Linked DNA regions of Mus musculus: regions 2, 3, 4, 5 and 6 are each linked to region 1. The links are chromatin contacts, called in public promoter capture Hi-C maps. All regions are on one chromosome and are shown on one strand. Each heading gives the region's core, a stretch centred on a gene start, on an enhancer-like site or on the middle of the called end of the contact. The rest is flanking DNA. Distances are from core to core; before and after follow the strand shown. Region 1 holds the start of Ccdc122 (coiled-coil domain containing 122). Region 2 has its middle 52 kb from the start of Gm30662. Region 3 has its middle 50 kb from the start of Fam216b. Region 4 has its middle 13 kb from the start of Mir1971. Region 5 has its middle 25 kb from the start of Gm30608. Region 6 holds the start of Gtf2f2 (general transcription factor IIF, polypeptide 2).

What was found. Promoter capture Hi-C pulls out the DNA fragments that hold promoters and counts their contacts. Capture Hi-C pulls out chosen DNA fragments and counts their contacts.
Region 2: a promoter capture Hi-C map of liver shows a contact between it and region 1, with 3 times the contacts expected there. The contact joins the enhancer-like site here to the promoter of Ccdc122 in region 1. A contact is called at or near these places in 6 of 39 promoter capture datasets (the 3T3-L1 cell line, 3T3-L1-derived adipocytes, hippocampal neurons and 1 more), 3 of 115 datasets of contacts at active chromatin or transcription factors (the NIH/3T3 cell line, astrocytes and large pre-B cells) and 1 of 9 other capture datasets (liver).
Region 3: a promoter capture Hi-C map of hippocampal neurons shows a contact between it and region 1, with 5 times the contacts expected there. The contact joins the enhancer-like site here to the promoter of Ccdc122 in region 1. A contact is called at or near these places in 10 of 39 promoter capture datasets (the 3T3-L1 cell line, 3T3-L1-derived adipocytes, the C10 cell line and 4 more), 4 of 115 datasets of contacts at active chromatin or transcription factors (craniofacial prominence, embryonic stem cells and stem cell-derived neural progenitor cells) and 1 of 9 other capture datasets (embryonic stem cells).
Region 4: a contact with region 1 is called in a promoter capture Hi-C map of hippocampal neurons, with 9 times the contacts expected there. The contact joins the enhancer-like site here to the promoter of Ccdc122 in region 1. A contact is called at or near these places in 5 of 39 promoter capture datasets (the 3T3-L1 cell line, cranial neural crest, embryonic stem cells and 2 more) and 1 of 115 datasets of contacts at active chromatin or transcription factors (the NIH/3T3 cell line).
Region 5: a promoter capture Hi-C map of hippocampal neurons shows a contact between it and region 1, with 5 times the contacts expected there. The contact joins the enhancer-like site here to the promoter of Ccdc122 in region 1. A contact is called at or near these places in 4 of 39 promoter capture datasets (the 3T3-L1 cell line, hippocampal neurons and second pharyngeal arch cranial neural crest), 4 of 115 datasets of contacts at active chromatin or transcription factors (acute myeloid leukemia, embryonic forebrain, embryonic stem cells and 1 more) and 1 of 9 other capture datasets (embryonic stem cells).
Region 6: a promoter capture Hi-C map of adipose tissue shows a contact between it and region 1, with 3 times the contacts expected there. The contact joins the promoter of Gtf2f2 here to the promoter of Ccdc122 in region 1. A contact is called at or near these places in 1 of 39 promoter capture datasets (pre-B cells), 1 of 484 Hi-C or Micro-C datasets (regulatory T cells), 1 of 115 datasets of contacts at active chromatin or transcription factors (embryonic stem cells) and 2 of 9 other capture datasets (adipose tissue and liver).

Annotation. Positions count from the first base shown.
Region 1 is chr14:77,035,392-77,038,167 of GRCm38.p6, reverse strand. It overlaps Ccdc122 (coiled-coil domain containing 122), which reads right to left and starts at 1,396. Exons shown (of 6, transcript NM_175369.4): 1 at 1,197-1,396. Lacc1 (laccase domain containing 1) reads left to right here and starts at 1,551. Exons shown (of 8, transcript NM_172488.2): 1 at 1,551-1,671; 2 at 2,178-2,356; 3 at 2,763-2,776.
Region 2 is chr14:78,382,407-78,385,106 of GRCm38.p6, reverse strand. No RefSeq gene overlaps it. Among named protein-coding and RNA genes, the nearest start is that of Gm30662, 52 kb to the right of the region's middle. Within about 2 kb of position 1,441, at least 121 of the 459 cell types and tissues checked have an H3K27ac peak or open chromatin away from gene starts, as enhancers often do. A contact at or near this core is called in 3T3-L1-derived adipocytes and liver, where this site is marked.
Region 3 is chr14:78,037,703-78,040,465 of GRCm38.p6, reverse strand. No RefSeq gene overlaps it. Among named protein-coding and RNA genes, the nearest start is that of Fam216b, 50 kb to the left of the region's middle. Within about 2 kb of position 1,480, at least 6 of the 459 cell types and tissues checked have an H3K27ac peak or open chromatin away from gene starts, as enhancers often do. A contact at or near this core is called in hippocampal neurons, where this site is marked.
Region 4 is chr14:78,203,120-78,205,847 of GRCm38.p6, reverse strand. No RefSeq gene overlaps it. Among named protein-coding and RNA genes, the nearest start is that of Mir1971, 13 kb to the right of the region's middle. Within about 2 kb of position 1,382, at least 42 of the 459 cell types and tissues checked have an H3K27ac peak or open chromatin away from gene starts, as enhancers often do. A contact at or near this core is called in hippocampal neurons, where this site is marked.
Region 5 is chr14:78,118,281-78,121,089 of GRCm38.p6, reverse strand. No RefSeq gene overlaps it. Among named protein-coding and RNA genes, the nearest start is that of Gm30608, 25 kb to the left of the region's middle. Within about 2 kb of position 1,484, at least 13 of the 459 cell types and tissues checked have an H3K27ac peak or open chromatin away from gene starts, as enhancers often do. A contact at or near this core is called in hippocampal neurons, where this site is marked.
Region 6 is chr14:76,009,536-76,012,338 of GRCm38.p6, reverse strand. It overlaps Gtf2f2 (general transcription factor IIF, polypeptide 2), which reads left to right and starts at 1,474. Exons shown (of 8, transcript NM_026816.3): 1 at 1,474-1,659. The coding sequence starts at 1,594. It overlaps Gm36429 (a long non-coding RNA gene), which reads right to left and starts at 1,593. Exons shown (of 2, transcript XR_383601.2): 1 at 1,256-1,593; 2 at 227-429.

The DNA.
Region 1 (2,776 bases), core at 147-2,646:
GGACAACAAGCAGCAAATGTAAAGAATTGTCGATGGCCTACGATAGAACAGCCTTTACTTGCATGGCTTGAGAAGGAGTTTGTTGTTTGTCTTCCAAAATGAATTATGCATGTGAATCATCTGCGAGATAAAAATAAAAAAGCAGAACAAAACAAGCCCAGGCCTGACTCCCATAGACTCTGAGTCAATCTGCAGCCGGGGTGTGGGGTACCTACTCTACTATTAAGTTCTACTTGTTCCCATGTGCAACCAGGATTGAGAGGCTCTGTAGTAGCCTGGGAAAGGGGAGAGAGTGTTAAGAAATGCAGCCCAGACAGACCAGATGCTGAAGGAAATGGTATGTAAATACATTATCACAACTTCCCTAACAACTTAGCTATTTTGAAAGTTTTGTTACTGCCAGTGCTGTTGCATGAATGAATCCTGAGCTCTCATCCTTGGACATGAAAACAAGAAAAAAAGCTTCTAAACTTGCTTTTAAAAAAAAAAATCCATTTTCCTTAACAGACAGCAAGTTTATGCCAAGGCATGCATGTCTGATCAGATCTGTGTTATCTATCCCTCAGGGTTCCTGGAAGTGTCCAGCGAGCATTCAATGTGTGCCCTCTGAAAGTGATCACACGGCCTGGAGTAGGTTCTATGTGGGCTGGTTACCTTGGCCGCTAGTCAAGTTGAGATGGGTGCACACTTAACAAGACTTCTAGACTCCCGGATCCCCTAGAGTCTTCTCATTCAGGAAACACTTGAGCACTTGGAGGAAGACCAAGGAAAATGAAGGCCCTCTCCTTCCTCCATTGCCAGTCCTCAGAAAATGCGCTTTCTCTTACCTTCTCATATATTTTGAAGAGTGGGTATTTTTCCATTTACAACAGTACTTGATTTTCAAATTGTTGTTTTTAAATAAATAACATTAAACCCTTGGGGGACAAAGGAGCCTTAATTTTTATCTTATTGCTACTGTAAGAATGAATGCATTCCGTCCTGTGAGGGGACACACTTGGGGGGGGGGGTAAGAGAAATCGACGTTGCCAACACAAGTGAACAGTCAAGGATGTTGGTCCCAAATGAAAGTACAGAATCAGCCGAAAGGGGGAAAAAATGAAAACTAACTAGAAACTTAAAAACTAAACAAAAAGTGAAAAGAAAAAAGAAAAAAAAAAGCCACTCCCCCACAAAAGTCACCAGAGTCCCCTTACTTGAGCCCGGATTGGAGGGCGCTAAGTGACAAGCTGGCCACACTGCTGGGTCAGCAGATCCTTCTGGAGTCGCCACGGCCCGCGGGGAGAGGGGACGCTTCTTCCCTTCCCTTCCGGGCGCCTCACGGGACGCGCTCGCCCGCGGCTCTCCGGGCCCCCGCGCCTCAGCGCCCGGGCCTCAGGCGGCCTCCACGGTGACTGCGGGCGCTGACCCGGAACTGCTGAGCGGCGCGGGAATCCCCCGCAAGGGGCTCGGCCTTGCGTCTCCAGGGCGCCACCTCGCGGCCGTGGCGGGAACACCCAAACCCGGGCGCACGCCCGCGGGAGCCCGAGGCCGCCGGGAGGCCCGGGGACGCGGTGAGGCGGGCGGACCGGCCGGCCGGTGACTTTGGGAGCCACTGGGGTTCGAGCGCCGAGCCTGCAGCTCACGCCCCAGCTCGCGGCCGCCGAGGAGAGCGCGGGAAGCAGCCCTGCGGTGAGTCCCGGGCGGAGGGGAGGTCGGCGCGGCGACGGGACGGACGGACGCACACCGTGCAGTCCAGGCTCCTCCGAGGTCGCCTGCACGGCTGGCGGAAAGAATGAATGAAGGCGCCAGTGCCCTACGGGGCGGGCGGAGGTTGGGGTGGGCGTCGGGGTGAAGGCTCAGCAATGGTAGGTGTCAGAATTGGGGGTCACAGGGTCGGCAGAGGGGAGCTCCAGCCTGGACAGGGAGTTCAGAGAATCTGCAAGTGGTCAGAAATCGACCCTGATCCAAGTTGCAGTGGCTTTTGGGATTATCCCAAGTGCGGAGGACTGTGTAAACCTGGGGGGAAAGCCCAGCCTGTGGGCTAGCTTTTACCTTTAAAAAATGAGTGTGTTTGTTTGTTTGCTTGCTTATGGTGACAGACACCTTTACTCTTCTCTCTCTCTCTCTCTCTCTCTCTCTCTCTCTCTCTCTCTCTCTCTTTCTTTCTTTCTGGTGACATACACCTTTAATCCCAGCACTTGGGAGGCAGAGGCAGAGGCAAGCAGGTGTCTGAGGTCGAAGCCAGCCTGGTCTACATAGCTAGTTCCAGGACTGCTGGGGCTGTTAGACAGAGAAGCTCTGCCTCGAATCCCTGTCCCAACCGCAACCCCAAAGAAGATTGGCTGCTGATACTGCTCAACTTAATATCCTAAAGGTGAGACCTCAGTATTTCATGAGATGTGATCTAATCTTATAGACATGATGGGGATAATGACATAACAGATTTACATCCTATAATTAAAAAGACTTGATCTCAGACAACAAGTAATTTTGTACTTAAAATCTGCTATAAGGAAAACAAAGCATAATTTCTATTCTATAAAAATGTACCCAGCTGTTCACAAAATAAAAGATGGCTCTGCCCTTAATTGTCAGGATGAATGGTGCACTGGCTTTTCTGCTCTGCACACTACATTTATTTTGGTTACTTTTTGTATTGATGCAATTTACTTCCTATTTTTATTTTTATATTTATTTATTTATTTTTGTTCACCACAAATTTCGGTTGTATCTATAAGAAGATCGAATTTATTGTTATTTGTGATCACTTTTCTTTACAGCTGCTATGGCATAA
Region 2 (2,700 bases), core at 192-2,691, 1.3 Mb before region 1:
CCTTGCCAGCATCTGCTGTCACCTGAGTTTTTTATCTTAGCCATTCTGACTGGTGTGAGGTGGAATCTCAAACAGCCTAGTACACAGTTTCAAAACCAAAAAGCATTTAAAAATGAGCTCAAAAGATGTCTAATGGCTTAGTGACAAGGGGCTAAAATGAAGGGAGGTTGGCTAGCGATCACTTCTTGTTCATTTCCTGTTGAGTAAATTCTGGGAATCACCTTGGATTAGATTCATTAGAAGCCAAAGAGAGCTGAGGTAAAGTCATTTGAAGCCATAATGGCAGCTGCTTAATGAACTATTGGACTGCCTAAATCACAGGATTTAAGTCTGAAGAGTAACACAGAGAAGGGACTATTTATAAATAATCTTTCTTGAACAGCTGGGTGGAATTTGGGTCCATTCATTGGATCCATGTTCAGCATTTCCAAAGATTAAAAATGTGAATCATACCAATGAAACTGGCATTGGCTGACTTCAGAATATCACCACATCAAACACCCAGTTGGCGTCAGGGAAGGAAGTTTGATGTCACTGTATGTTGCCTATATGTTTTCTTAACCCAACAGCAAGCTTCCTGTGGAACCCCTAGAGCTGATGGAATGTCTTCATAGATGACACATAGGTTGTCCCAACACTCCTACCATCTTTTTATACTTTTGAGCAAAGTCATCCAGCCAAAAGCCCATTTGGAAAATAAATTCTGAGTTATATACATGAGAGGACAAGAGAAAAAGACTTACAAATGACCTAAGGTAGAAATCATATAGAAGATACTGAGCTGGGGAAAAGCTGAAATATGATACATTTACCAAAATAAATCTCACTTCGGGTCACTATTATAGTTACACGGTTTACCAATCAGCCAACTTACCATTTAGATTTTTTTCCTCTTCTTTTTGTCAGGAGTGTTATTTACACATGTTATTCTTCTTCAGCTAAAACTTTCTCTGCTTAACTAACTCTGGCCTATCTTGATACTTTTCCAAAAGAAACAGAGAGAAACACACTAGCAGAAAGTCCAAAGGCACCCCAGGAGTCAAAGGCAGCTTTGGGAACCTTTCTGGACTCTCAGGTCTCTGAGTTCTTCAGAGACCATAGAAATCAACAAACGTAGGAACAACTCTATTCTCTAGAACCAATATTTTCTGTGGGGAAAAAATAACCAAAATTTACCAAAAGATTCTGATAGAAACTGTCTTCATGCTTCCCCTAGTGGCTGGGTTCTCATCCAGAAATGGCCCAGACCCAGTGTCTGGTGTCTTAACAAGGGTCAAGAGGGGCCTGACTTCTGTTTTTGATGTTTTGTCCACGTGCCTGTTAAAATGGGGAGGGAGGTGCATTTGATTCTGGATTTGTTGACTCTTGTGCTTGGGTTCTGGAGCTCTTTGTGTCCTGTCCCTCCCAGGGACAGAGACCGGGACATATCCTGGAAACGGTCTGGCAGTTCACTGTCCTTGAGTTCTCTGTGGGTGAACTCAGGCAACCAACAACTCGGTGACTCTGGCAGCTGTTTTTGTTTCCCAGTCCTGGGCACCTTGCCCTGCAGCCTTGTACACGGAGGGTGATGCCTGGCATCCTGCCCAGTGCCACCAGGAATGAGTGCAGCCCCAGGGAGTACTGCCAAGTCATGTTGGCAAGCTGCTTTCTGGCCACTGGATGAATGCATTGGTCTGAGCCCTGAGAACAGTGTGACAGGAACATCGGGAAGACAGCACAGAGTGCTGGATGCAGCTGTGCATCCTGACTCCATCTTCTCTTTGTTTACACACTGCTCTCGCCTCATTGTGCAATTGTGGTGACTGAGGCGGCTGTTCTCTGGATAGAAACCACGGGCTTCACTGTCCTCCCTGTCTGTAGTAGCAGCAGCAGCAAAATATTAGTGGGAAATCATGCTGCCCGAATGGGTTCTGGTTGAAGTCAAAAGACTGAAGTCACCTCAACGATAAATAAGAAAGCAACTCTTGCCAGTCAACACAGATTTTGTAGACCCGCTGTTGGTAAGAATGTGGTGCAGTGAAGTCTGAAGTGTGAAAAGTTGCCACACTCCTCATTTGCCATTTGAGCCCCTTAAAGGCTTTCAACACACTCCTCAGCCTTGCCTTTTCCTATTTCAATAGCTTTGCTTCATATGGAACTATTTTTCAAATGTAAAAGAACATGTAAGTGAGAGAGCTTGCAACTCTAGCTGAGAAACCACTTTGTACCTTGATTCCACCTACCCCCCCTCCCCCCCGTATAATCCGTATAATACAGTTTGCTTGTTCATTTGGCCAACATCAGTTGAGTATTTTGCTTCTATCAGGCACTAACTTGGGTTTGGTTCCTCTCCCACGGGGCAAAATCATTATTCAGGGACAAACATCAAAGCAAAGAGCTTACTCTTAAAGAGGTAAGAACCAGGAGTCTTGAGAATATGGAGACCAAAGACACTTCTCCTGGGATCATGGAGTGCTGTCATGATGCTTTGAGCCGAGTCTAGGAAAATGAGGAGTGATTACACCAAGCCACTGTGAGGCTGTGGCAAGATCGATCAAGGAGATGCATTGTTAACCAAGGAGACAGTGAGGAGGGCAGGAAAATGAGTGAAGAGCCTTCGGGAACTGAAAACAATCCACAGCAGCAAGGTAAAGGAGGCAGGAGCTGAAATGAGCCCGAGTCTGCATCCCTACCTTCTCAGTAGGGTTGCCTGGGCAAATG
Region 3 (2,763 bases), core at 231-2,730, 1.0 Mb before region 1:
CAGAGAGAAAACTAGAAGTGGGGGGAAGGCTGTAGGGTGTTCACTTGGTCCCTGAACTTCCTGGAGCAAGAATCTTCCTCCTAACGTTTCTATGACCTCTTTAAACAGCACTACCAACTGGGACCAAATGTTCCAATGTGTGAGCCAAGAGGACACTCTTCATTCAAACTGTGGAGGCAACAGTCACTTACAAGACAAATTGTGAATGTAAGAAAAGTCTATGGACTATTTTAATATACTTATTACAAATTAATGGAAGGCATATACTAAGGAGAATTGTATGGACTTAGACAAAATATTTACCCTTTCTGATGCTTTTTCTTCTTACTTATAATGAAGATAACCTAAATCACATGAGTGAATTACGCTGGAGCTTCTTGCATTTTCCTCAGTAGGAAGCGAATTGGATTCAATTCAATTAGCCAGTGGTTATTTCCTGTATACAGGGGACTGCGTACTCATCCTAACGGTCGTGTAAGAGGCTCTGTAAGTGCAGTCATCAGGGAAGGCTTCTTGGGCTTATAGAAGTGTGTGCTGCACACACAGCACCTCTGGATGGATCCCTTCCAAATCACGCTCAGCCACTGTCCCACAAAACTGCCTGGTAGCAAAGCCACTTGGAATCCTGATCCAACCAGCAAAATGAGCCCTTCCTTCCCCTGCCACACCCTGCAAACAGAGCCTGAATCCCTTATCTGCCACTCTCAGGGCCAGCTCACCAAGACAGAATGAGAATCAGCCTAAACATCTCAAAGCATAAAAGCCCACGTACACAAACAATAACAAAAGAAAAAATATTTTTAAAAAAGCATCGGAGCTGGTTTGTAGAAAGCAAACCTTCCAGCCTTTGGGATTTAGTCACCTCCTTGACTGTAAAGTCTGTTTCTGGATTGGGCGCTTTCTCCAACACCGAGAAGCAAAAAATAAATAAATAAAATAAAAAAGTCTTCAATCCTGCATATGTTAAGGCAAGGTCAGTCTTCAACAACAAAGAAAGAAAAGAGAAAAAAAATCACGAGGTAAAAATTGCATGGAGCCCTTTGCCAACTCCTGCTTTTTGAAATTCAGAATTGTGAGCTGAGCCATATGGTTCCATGCACCTTTTTGACTAATGGCTTTTCTCATGGGAAATGGCTCAATCAGGCATTTATTTGTGTTTCTGGGGATGGCTGAGTTTTCTAAGAGCCCACTGCCCTCCCAAGCCTACACACTTTCTGTTGAAGGGAAACCTTGGGAGAAACGGAACATTCGAGAGTCATTAGCAGTCACACTTCTGAGCTTTCATACTTAGCCACAGCCCCTCCGAGTAGGCTTCCCTGTGGTTACTAAATTTTTTCTCTTGCTGAGATTTCCCAGCATGCTCTAGGATTATCAAGCAAAGCCAAATATTAAGAGGAAAAATCTTGAAAATCCTTCAGTGCCTGGGGTGGAATCAAATCAGAGGCGCTCTTCCCTCTGGCACCAGCCAGCTGAGCTACAAACACTGACCCAGCCCACGCTGAGAGGATCATCACGAGCAGAAGCCCAGAATGCATCATGAATACATTGCCGACTCACGGAGGGGGAAATGAAGTCTATAAAACAGTGGGACCATTTGCAGAAATAACAGTTAATATTTATTTCGGGCATTCGTCTATACGCGATGTTGAGATGTTTCTCCCTCAGTGTTTCCTTCTGCCCTCAAGGCTTTCTGTCGGATAGATTCTGAATTCCTTAATCGTAGAAGCTTTGCGCTGCTGCGTAGCTCAATTGGCAACACAGGACAGCTTTTGTCAAAGTGAGCACTGGGCCCAGAAAAATAGCTGACATTAACAGGAAGCAAAACGGAAGCCAAAAACCAAAACATGGGCACCTGTATCCCCGGTCAGATGAATTTTATTAGGCCACATTTTAGTGGCTTCTTTATGGTTTCTACTTGGTTGCTCAGATTGTGAAAATTACAAGATAAAAATTAACTGGCTGTGTAATGTCTGACTTGTCAATTTTTCCACCTGGCATTTCTCTCTTGCGGAGTTACTCACTCTCGAGGAGGAGCCGTGTGAACCGCGGCAAGCCACCTGTCCGGTGCAGTGACTGGGAAGGGTAGTGGACAGGAAATCAGAAGGACCCAGGTTTCCAAACGCGATTGTCGTTCTTCATGCTCACCCTGCTTCCTTCAGCAAAGCCTCATGGTTCCCTGGACCTTGATTGTGTTGTGTGTAAGATTTTACAGGGAGCACAGTTCTCAGTAGGAAAAACAAAGTCTTCGAGTCAGGCAACAGCCCGGTTGGTAGTCCACTCGCTGCGCAAGCGTGAGGATCTCGGTTGGATCTCCCACAACCCGTGTGAAAAACTGCGCGTAGCAGCTGGTCCTTGGAATCCTAGGCCTGGGGAGGCAGCGTTAGGTAGATCCCCTGTGTTCACTGGCCAGTGGGAGAGACTCCATCTCAACAAGCAAGGTGGGTGGTTCCTGGGGAAGGACACTTGAAGTCGTCCTCTTGCCTCTACATTAGCGCGCGCGCGTGCGCGCGCGCGCGCACACACACACACACACACACACACACACAGCAGAGGGCAGGGTAGGAGGGAAGGAGGGAGGGAGGGGGAGAGAGGGAGAAAGGGGAGAGAATCTCAGGGATGGATGCTTCTAAGCTTCTGAACACATAATTTCCAAAGTCCCTATTTCTTAGTCGTATTCACATCTAGGGTTTGTCTATCCAGCGTAACTATTTGTAGGAATCACAGAACTATCATTTTTGCACTTTCATATGCAATGAAAAATGT
Region 4 (2,728 bases), core at 133-2,632, 1.2 Mb before region 1:
GCCTCAGTCATGACCATGGTTCAGGCAACAATGGTTTTCAACTGGAGTGGAACTTCAAAGATGAGAGTAAGCATCTGAAGGACATTGTAGAAAACCCAAGACAGACAATAGGATACAGGGACACAATAGGCCAACAGCTCAGCTGGTAGGGGTGAAGTCCTGCTAGACGATAAAAGCCAAAGTCTAAGTACAATGGTACCCAAACTTGTGAAGGTCAATGTTGTGGCTCTAATTAGGACTTGACCTGAACTGCCCACTCTACTTCCTTTAAGATATGGCTCACATTTTGAATACTTGGTCCTCTCTCGGTGGTGCTGTTTTGGGAGAACCCAAGCTGATGGAGTAGGTCACTAGGGAAGATTCTTGGTGCTGTATTATCCTTGGCCTCTTCTTTTTTCTTCTCTGCTTCTTGGTCAGCCATGAATAGCACCCCTGTCATACAATCCCACCACCATGAACAAGCACATGGGACCAAGCATGGACTGAATCTCTGAAGCCGTGAGCCATATTAAACCCTTCCACCCTTTAGTTGTTTCTCTCAGGAGTCTGCCCATAGCGATGCAGATGCCACTGATACAGGTGACACTCCCTAAGAAGGAAGGGTATGGCCAGAAATAGCACAGCAGAGACAGCGGTGCAGACAGAAGGACCAGGAAGCTAGCTATTGGCACAAGACTGGCTGAGAAGCAAGAGAGAAGGCCAGGATGGGGACAGTGGTTATGGATGGAGCCAGGAAAGCCCAGAGCATCATGGTAGTTGTAGTAGTAAAAGCCACTGAGGACAAAGGGGAATGCTTCTGACTTCTTTATTAAAAGGAAACAAGGATGCACTCTGGAAAGGCAAAAAGCCAGCTTACTACTATGGTGGCGCACAGTCAGTGAGACTTCAAGTCACAAACCAGCTCATCTTCTTGAACGGGGACAGTAGGTCAGTGTCACACTGCAGGGTTAATAGAGTGACAAATCCTAAGGTCTAAAGAATGACTAGGGTAGGGGTTGGTGGTTGTGCAGGGGAGAAGAGAACAGAAAGAAGTGAAAAATAGAGGATGCGTTGCAAATCAAAACATTGACATTGCCACCAAAAAGTAATCAAATACCCCAGCAAAGGAGCATAAGGCCTTTGTGTCCCAACATCTCCATCAAAAATGTCACTTAGCATATGGGCTTTCTTCCGTTCATCTCCCGAGACTCTGAGATTATTTAGAGTAATTGCTCCAGCACAGGGAACATGGAGGGTAACACGCACACTTAGGAGTCATGGTTGGTATTCCTCTCCAGCTAACTTGGTTCTATGTAACCTGGACGTTTAGCCCCGCTCTCAATCAGATCACACTAGAGTCTTTCATGCTCCAAAGCCAAAGCACAGCTATTGCCACCGCCACTCTAGACACGAAGGCTCCGACTGCAGTTCACACAGACAGCTAAGCCAATTGTGGTAAAAGGAGCACCAATCTTAGGAAATTTGTGACCCGAAGACTCACTGACTGTGCGCCACCAAAGTAATAAGCTGGCATTTTGCCTTTCCAGAGTGCATCCTTGTTTCCTTTTAATAAAGAAGTCAGAAGCATTTCCCTTTGTCCTCAGCGGCTCCTATTACTACAACTACCATGATGCCATGGGCTTTCTTGGTTCCACCCATGCTCCACCCCCATTGGCCACTGTACATTCTGCCTTTCCTGGCAAGAGCCTCCAGGTGTTCAGTTTCTGATCCTACAATGACACCCCACTGTCATGCCTTTGCAAACTCTTTCTCCTTTCTGAGAACTTCAATTTTAGCTGTTCGCTCGTTTGCTTAATTACCCTTGTTGCTGATACTCACAAAAAAAGGACTGAAGATGTAACAGATGGTGCCTAGGGATGGGTGGTTACGGAGGCAAAGCTGTCAACATACCTATCGCCAGCCCATTTTAACGTGCGCATTATGTCCCCCTGTGGACTGCTGTAAGGAACTAAGCTGATGTGTGCTGCAGGCGCCTGACTGTACATTGAGCTTAGTAATGCCTTTTCCTTCCCATGACTCTCCCCTATATTTGGCTTCCTGGTGCTTTTTATAATGATCTCTGTTGCATCTTTAAAAACTATTCCACCTCATTTAAAATGTGGCATAAATGATGTGGGGTTTTTGACAAATTAAGTAATAATAAGAAAACATTTTCAATATTCTGCATTTTTCCATTAAGCTCCAAAAAATAGTGATTATAAGATCGCCATTTTCTCTCCACTGTTAACGATGTGTTGGGCCTGGTTTCATTAAAAACCTCATTATTCAAAGATTTATAACTCAGCCCAGGAAATCTCTTTTGAAGTTGTAAACATATCTGATCTCAGTTTTGAAACTTACATTTAAAGTATTTCAGAGGGAATTGAATATCCAGTGAGGGAACCTGTAATAAAGGAGGGCATTAGAATGATAAAATCAATACAATGAAACTTCATACAGACTCGAGGACAAAGGGTTAGAAAATAGAAAGAACAGATATTTGCAAGTTAGACACGGCTTTGTCATGGCTCTGTGTCCAAATAGCTGTTTGAGTTTGAATAATTCATAATCTGAGCTACTTCTAGGCTTTTAAAATGTCAATTGATTATAAGTATGGATGGAATTCCCTTTGGTAAGGAACTGGAACACTGCTGCTTCAGGGGTTGGTGCAATATAAGTCAGCACATGGACTGCTGTGTACTAACCCCAAACTGCAGGGGTGTTTGGGGCCTAGGAAGAGGATACCAGA
Region 5 (2,809 bases), core at 235-2,734, 1.1 Mb before region 1:
GGAGGGGTCATGGATAGGGGCAATGTGCAGGGAGTACTGATGGGAGGGGGGCTGCTATTGTGATGTAAAGTGAATGAATAAATAAGTAAATGGCAAAAACAAAGAAAGAAACAAACAACAGCAACAAAAAAATAAACCGAAGAGCAATAAAGACACCTAAAGTTGACCTCTGACCCCCACACACATGTGCAAGCACACCCCTGCACACTAGTGTGAACACACACGGCCATTGTAGAGGGATGTTTAGTGATGCAGGGTTCATTTCTGTTTGCAAAAATGAGCTCATGCCACAGAACATGCAATGTAATCTCAGCATTGTGAATCGTGCACATATGCACAGAAGACTGTAACCCAATGGGTCCTCACCTGCACTTTCTCATTTTCTGTAGTGAATCTGTATTGTTTATAGTTTGGGGAATGATTTGAAAGTCAAGGAAAACTCCATTAGAGCTTCATTTTTTAAGCCCCTGCCTTCTGCTCACTAGTTAGTAGTTAGAGGGCCACTCACAGGCTCTGTGAGGCCAACCTGTGTAGAAAACTAAGGTTCTACAGGGCTTGTCACAGATGCTGCAGCTAATAAGTAGTGGATACCCCAGGGCTCCTAACCTCTCCAACTGATTTTACAGCCTGAGGTTCAGTGGTTGAGAGCTAGGACTTCAAAGCCAGCCGCTGAGGTACTGGCTAGCCATGTGAGTACTTCTTCCTTTTAGTAGTTCAATTGCCTCTTATGTAAATTTGGATAATAGCAGTGTCAGCCGCGTAATGATGAGGATTAAATGAAGTAATTATGTAAGGTGCTTGAACAGCGGGAGGAGGCATGCTGCATTCAAAGGGCCAGTGTCAAAAAAAAAAAACAAAAAAAAAAAAAACAAAAAAAAAAGGCTGTCCTGGTTGATGCCAGGAGGTAGAAGGGAGCCGAATCCACCCAGATCTGTAGTCAGCTTGCTTTGGCCACTTAACTGAATGACCTTGAGCAAGTCCCTGAACCCGCGTCCTTATCTTTTGTGTCAAGTGTGCACTGCACAGTAATTTTCCAGATGACAATTGCTCTAATCTCTCTTATCAGTAGTCTGCCCTCCCCATCCCCCCCACAGTATGACTCAGTTGTTGGTTAGGAAGGGGCCTTATGCTCAGGAGGAACTGTGTGTCCTTGGGGCTGCATCAGCAAAAGGGCCCTTGTGGAGAGCCAGCTTCAGGGGGGACACATGACCTCTTTTCGTGGTCTTCAAAGGACTTGGGGGCGAGAGGTGTCTGTTGGGATTCTAGTGTGGGAGAAGCAGCTCTTGAGTTTAACACCTTTTTCCTGTCCTTACAACAGCAGATTCTGTAGCCCTGCCAGTACAAGAGCTCCCAAATGTTTGTTTCTTTTAATAGTATTAAAAAAAAAAAAAAACCCTCTAACAACAACATCCAACTGTCTGCCATTTACCTCGGGAGCCTGGAATGGCTGTAATTCACAGTGCAGCTGTGACTGCAAGGGTTTGTGGCTTCACAGCCTGGGAAAAGAAACTGCTTTAGCCATTAAGGTGTCTGCGTGTTTCCTGGGAGAGAACACTGGGAAAGAAGGCGATCAAGCCTGACTGGAGAAATTTTGCCTTTCAAATCAGAAGCCTCTAGTGCCCCCTCTTCCGCGCTGCTCCCTGTGTTCTCACGGACCGGCGGTGCCAAGATACATATTTGTTGTTCCCTGGACCACCCAGAAGGTGTAACTTGGAATGGCACCTTGTCCAGCTCTGGCCGCTGATGGTAGAGCTTTGGGGATGTGATCTGGTCCAAGACGCCTGGGATGATTCTGGAAGGGTTACCCAGCTCACACTAGGTTTATTGGGTCCGTGCAAGGAGCCTAACTCAGCGTTGGTCAGATGAACAGTTCTGGGTGTGCCGTGGTCTGTACCCATGCCACAAGCCTGGCCTGAAAATGAGTTAGTGCTGTCTTCCTGAAGAAGGTGGTCCTGGCTAAAAGTCTTACATAGATCTCACGTATGCAATATTTCTTCAAGGAGACTCAGTGGACTGAGGAGGCCAGGAGATTATCTGTGCCAGGAGAGGGCTCAGAAAGGAAAGACTGCTGAATTGAAGGTTAGTTCACCTGTACGCTGTGTCCCCAAGGAGGACAAATCATAGATGTTTGGGGTGGAGTTGGTCTATTAAGCCTGTGACCAAGACCAGCCCACTGTCTGCTTCCCTGCATCTTGCAAGCCAGGAATAGGTTTCTTTTTCTTTCTTTCTTTTTTTTTTTTTTACTGATTATGAGTACAAAACCAAGAGAACATTATTTTTGCTAGTGTAAAAATTATATGCAACTCAAATATTAATGTTGATGTGTGCTCTGTAGCTGATCTCATGTCACCACCAGAGTTGGAGAGTCGCTGCAGAATCTCTGTGTTTCTTCAGAGAAGAGCGTGGGTGACCCTTGTTCCAGCTCAGTGATTCCCAAACTTCTGCGCATTCCAAAAACACCTGCAGGGACTGTGAAACAGGATCACGGCTCCATCCTCAGCAGCAACATCAGCTGCTCTGAAAAAGCATCTGAAATTTCCCTTTCTAACGAATTTCCAAGTGATGCTGGTGACCTCAGGCCAGGGTCCCCACAAGGAGAACCAGGACCAAGAGAAACAGGACCTGGGTTGGGGTGGCCATTAAATAGAAAGGGAAATGTTCGGGGGAGGGGGTTCTGAGGAGAATGGACTCCTGAAGAAGGTCAAAGCCAGAGGGAAGTTGCAGATCCAGGAGCATTATGGGAAGGGCCCGCTTTGTTGACTGATACTCTATTGACAAAAGGCAAATTTCCTTCAAACTCACGACTCAA
Region 6 (2,803 bases), core at 225-2,724, 1.0 Mb after region 1:
TACTGACATCCCACAGTATGTCAAACACTGTGCTGGGTGCTGTGCATATAAAATGAATAAAACACTATTTTGTATTTGTCCATTCTGCTTCAGCAAATCTGGGGCAAAAACAGTACTTTTGTCTAGGAGTTCAGTCAGTAGTGTAGAAAACAAAGATAAACACGCCTCTCATGGTACAGCGTTAAGCATCACACACTATCATATGGGGAAACAGAACTTTATCTAGGGGGACTCTCTTTTCTGTGTGGTCTTTATTTCATTTCCACTTGTCTGTGTTTATAAGTAGAAGTTTGCCAAAGGACAGGGCCAGTGTAAAGATCAGGGAAAGCAGGGCATCTAAGGCACAGGAATTGGTTTGAAAGAGGCTCTGAAATGGTAAGAGGAAGGTCCTGGAGTCTTCAAGCAGGTGGATGGGCTTGGTGTGGAATCCTGTGTGGAACAGAGAGTATAGGAAGGATCAAACCCAAAGGACTCAGTTGAAGCACAGGGTAGAATTTCATTCCAAAGGCAAGTGGGGGAGGAAATTACCAAATGAAGACTCAGGAGCTAGAAGCTGCGGTGAAAGCCTGCTAACTCTGAGAGGCAGAAAAAGTACTCAGCTGACCTTCCCACTCCACCGACTTCTCAGAAGGAAAAGCCCCTTCTCCTTCATGCACTCTTAAATACCCTTCACCTCAAACTCTCTCCTTTCTCTTGCTCATGTTCACTCTCTTGTCAGCTGGCTACTTGCTCTGCCGCCTGATCTAGGGTTGACTTTATTTAGCTCTTGGATTAATGTGCGCGCTAGGTAGGGGTGAGCCAGGCTACCTATACTTGTTTACAGTAAACAGAAAGTTCTAGGATCAAAGGCTGAGCCACAGTTATTAACAGATTCTTCCAGTTCACAATCTCAGGGCTCATAATGTGATCCAATATCCTGCAACCGGAAACTGTTTAAGCAGGGCAGTTGGATAATCAGATCTGTTTCTTACATGGTGGGTCTTACCAACTCAATTAGATGGCATTCAGGTTTCGGCGTCTGAAAGAGTGTATGCTGCTTGCACGGTGTGAATTGATTTTTATGCCTCGAAAAGGCATGTGTCCAGCATACTCACTTGTACTCTAGTGCCCACTTGTGCCAATGTTAATTGGGCCAAGAAAGTGACTTTTTTTACCCCCAAGTCTGTCCTTAAAATGCCTAGCTTCTTTATCTAGGGTTGGGTATAAATACACACAGCTTTTGTCTGTCTAAACCTTAATCTTTCCACTTTGTCACCTTTGCTGTAAACGCACGGTTCAGGATTAGGCTCTTCCTTTCCCAGCACTCGAATCCCAAGATTGCACGTTGCCGGGAGTCACGCCCATCTAGGAAATTGCCGGAGCAGGAAGTTTGTCCCTCTCGGCGCGCTGTCCTGACGTAGTCGTGCGCAGGCGCAGTTCTTCATTCGGCGGCGTGTTCTTCTCATCTAAGTTCCTGGTTCCCGGGCTGTGTGCGACGCCGGCTTTTCGCGGTCTACTTACTCCCTTGGCCGGCTCTGGACTGTCGCTCTCTGCCTTTCAGCGCCGGGACCACTGCTTGTGCGCGCACTGCACGCCTCCTCACGCGACAAGCTCATGGCGGAGCGCGGGGAACTCGATCTGACGGGCGCCAAACAGAACACCGGCGTGTGGCTGGTCAAGGTGAGTGAGACGCGAGCCCCGCGGGGCGCTTCCGAAAGTTCTGGGTCCGTCTTGCTCGGGCCACCGCTGTTCTGAGAAGCGGGTCGCTGTTGCGTCCGTTTGCAGGTTGGAGAAGTTACTTTAGGGGACACAGGGCGTCTTTCAGGCCGTCTCTCAATTTCATCCGCCCACCATGGAACTAACTCTCTTTACCGCCAAGACCTGGCCTTCCTGGAGTCCTGACCCGGTGGTCCCCGAGTGGGCAGTACATTTACCCCAGGTCGGAAAAGTCCTTGCGGTTTTCTTTTTGGTAAGGTTAACTTTAGTTATGAACGTGTATAAATTACTTGAATAGATATTCCGTACAGTTTTCTGGACCACAAAGTGGAGCTGGTCCCTGTGTACTCTGTTGTTTTGAAACAATCTCTCTGTGTAGACTTGGCTAGCCTGGAACTCGCCATGTAGACTCCTGTCGCTTTACACGGCTAGTGTTGCCTGGGTTGGTAATTCAATTGGAGCCTTCGAAAGACCTAGAAGTTCTGAATTCAAAGAGAAGTTGTTGACTTCGTGTTTTTAAAGAGCGAGTTTAGGATTCATGAAACCAACCAGCAGTAAATGTTTTAAGTGGTCATGCGGCAGACCTCGTTTGCCCCAGTGGTCGCCATCTATTCGGGTCACTTTTTTTTATATGGGGTGGGAGGCTCTGTGGGGAATCTCATTCTGAAAAACCATATTTAAATGGGATCATGAAAGTTTCCCAAACTTGTTTTTTAAATGGTTTATCTTTGTAATGAGTGTTTTAAGTCCATGGCTGAGTTCTCATCAAGACAAAGTGTTTCTTCCTGTCCTTTTCTCTGAAACAGCTCTCGTCGTTTGCCAGCACAGCAGACTATGTTAAGTTCTTCAAACCCCTGAACAGTTTCTAGTGCTCCTTTGTACCTGTCTGTATCTATTGTTGATGCCCCTACCCCCAAGTCACTTTCTTTGCACTTTGATTAGTGTTTGGCACATATTACTTTTCCAATATGTGATGAATATAAGAAATTGAAAAGGCACACGCCTTTAATTCCAGCACTCGGGAGGGAGAGGCAGGTGAGTGAGTTCCAGGACAGCCAGAGCTATACAGAGAAACCCTGTCTCGAAAAACCAAAAAGAAAAAGAAAAG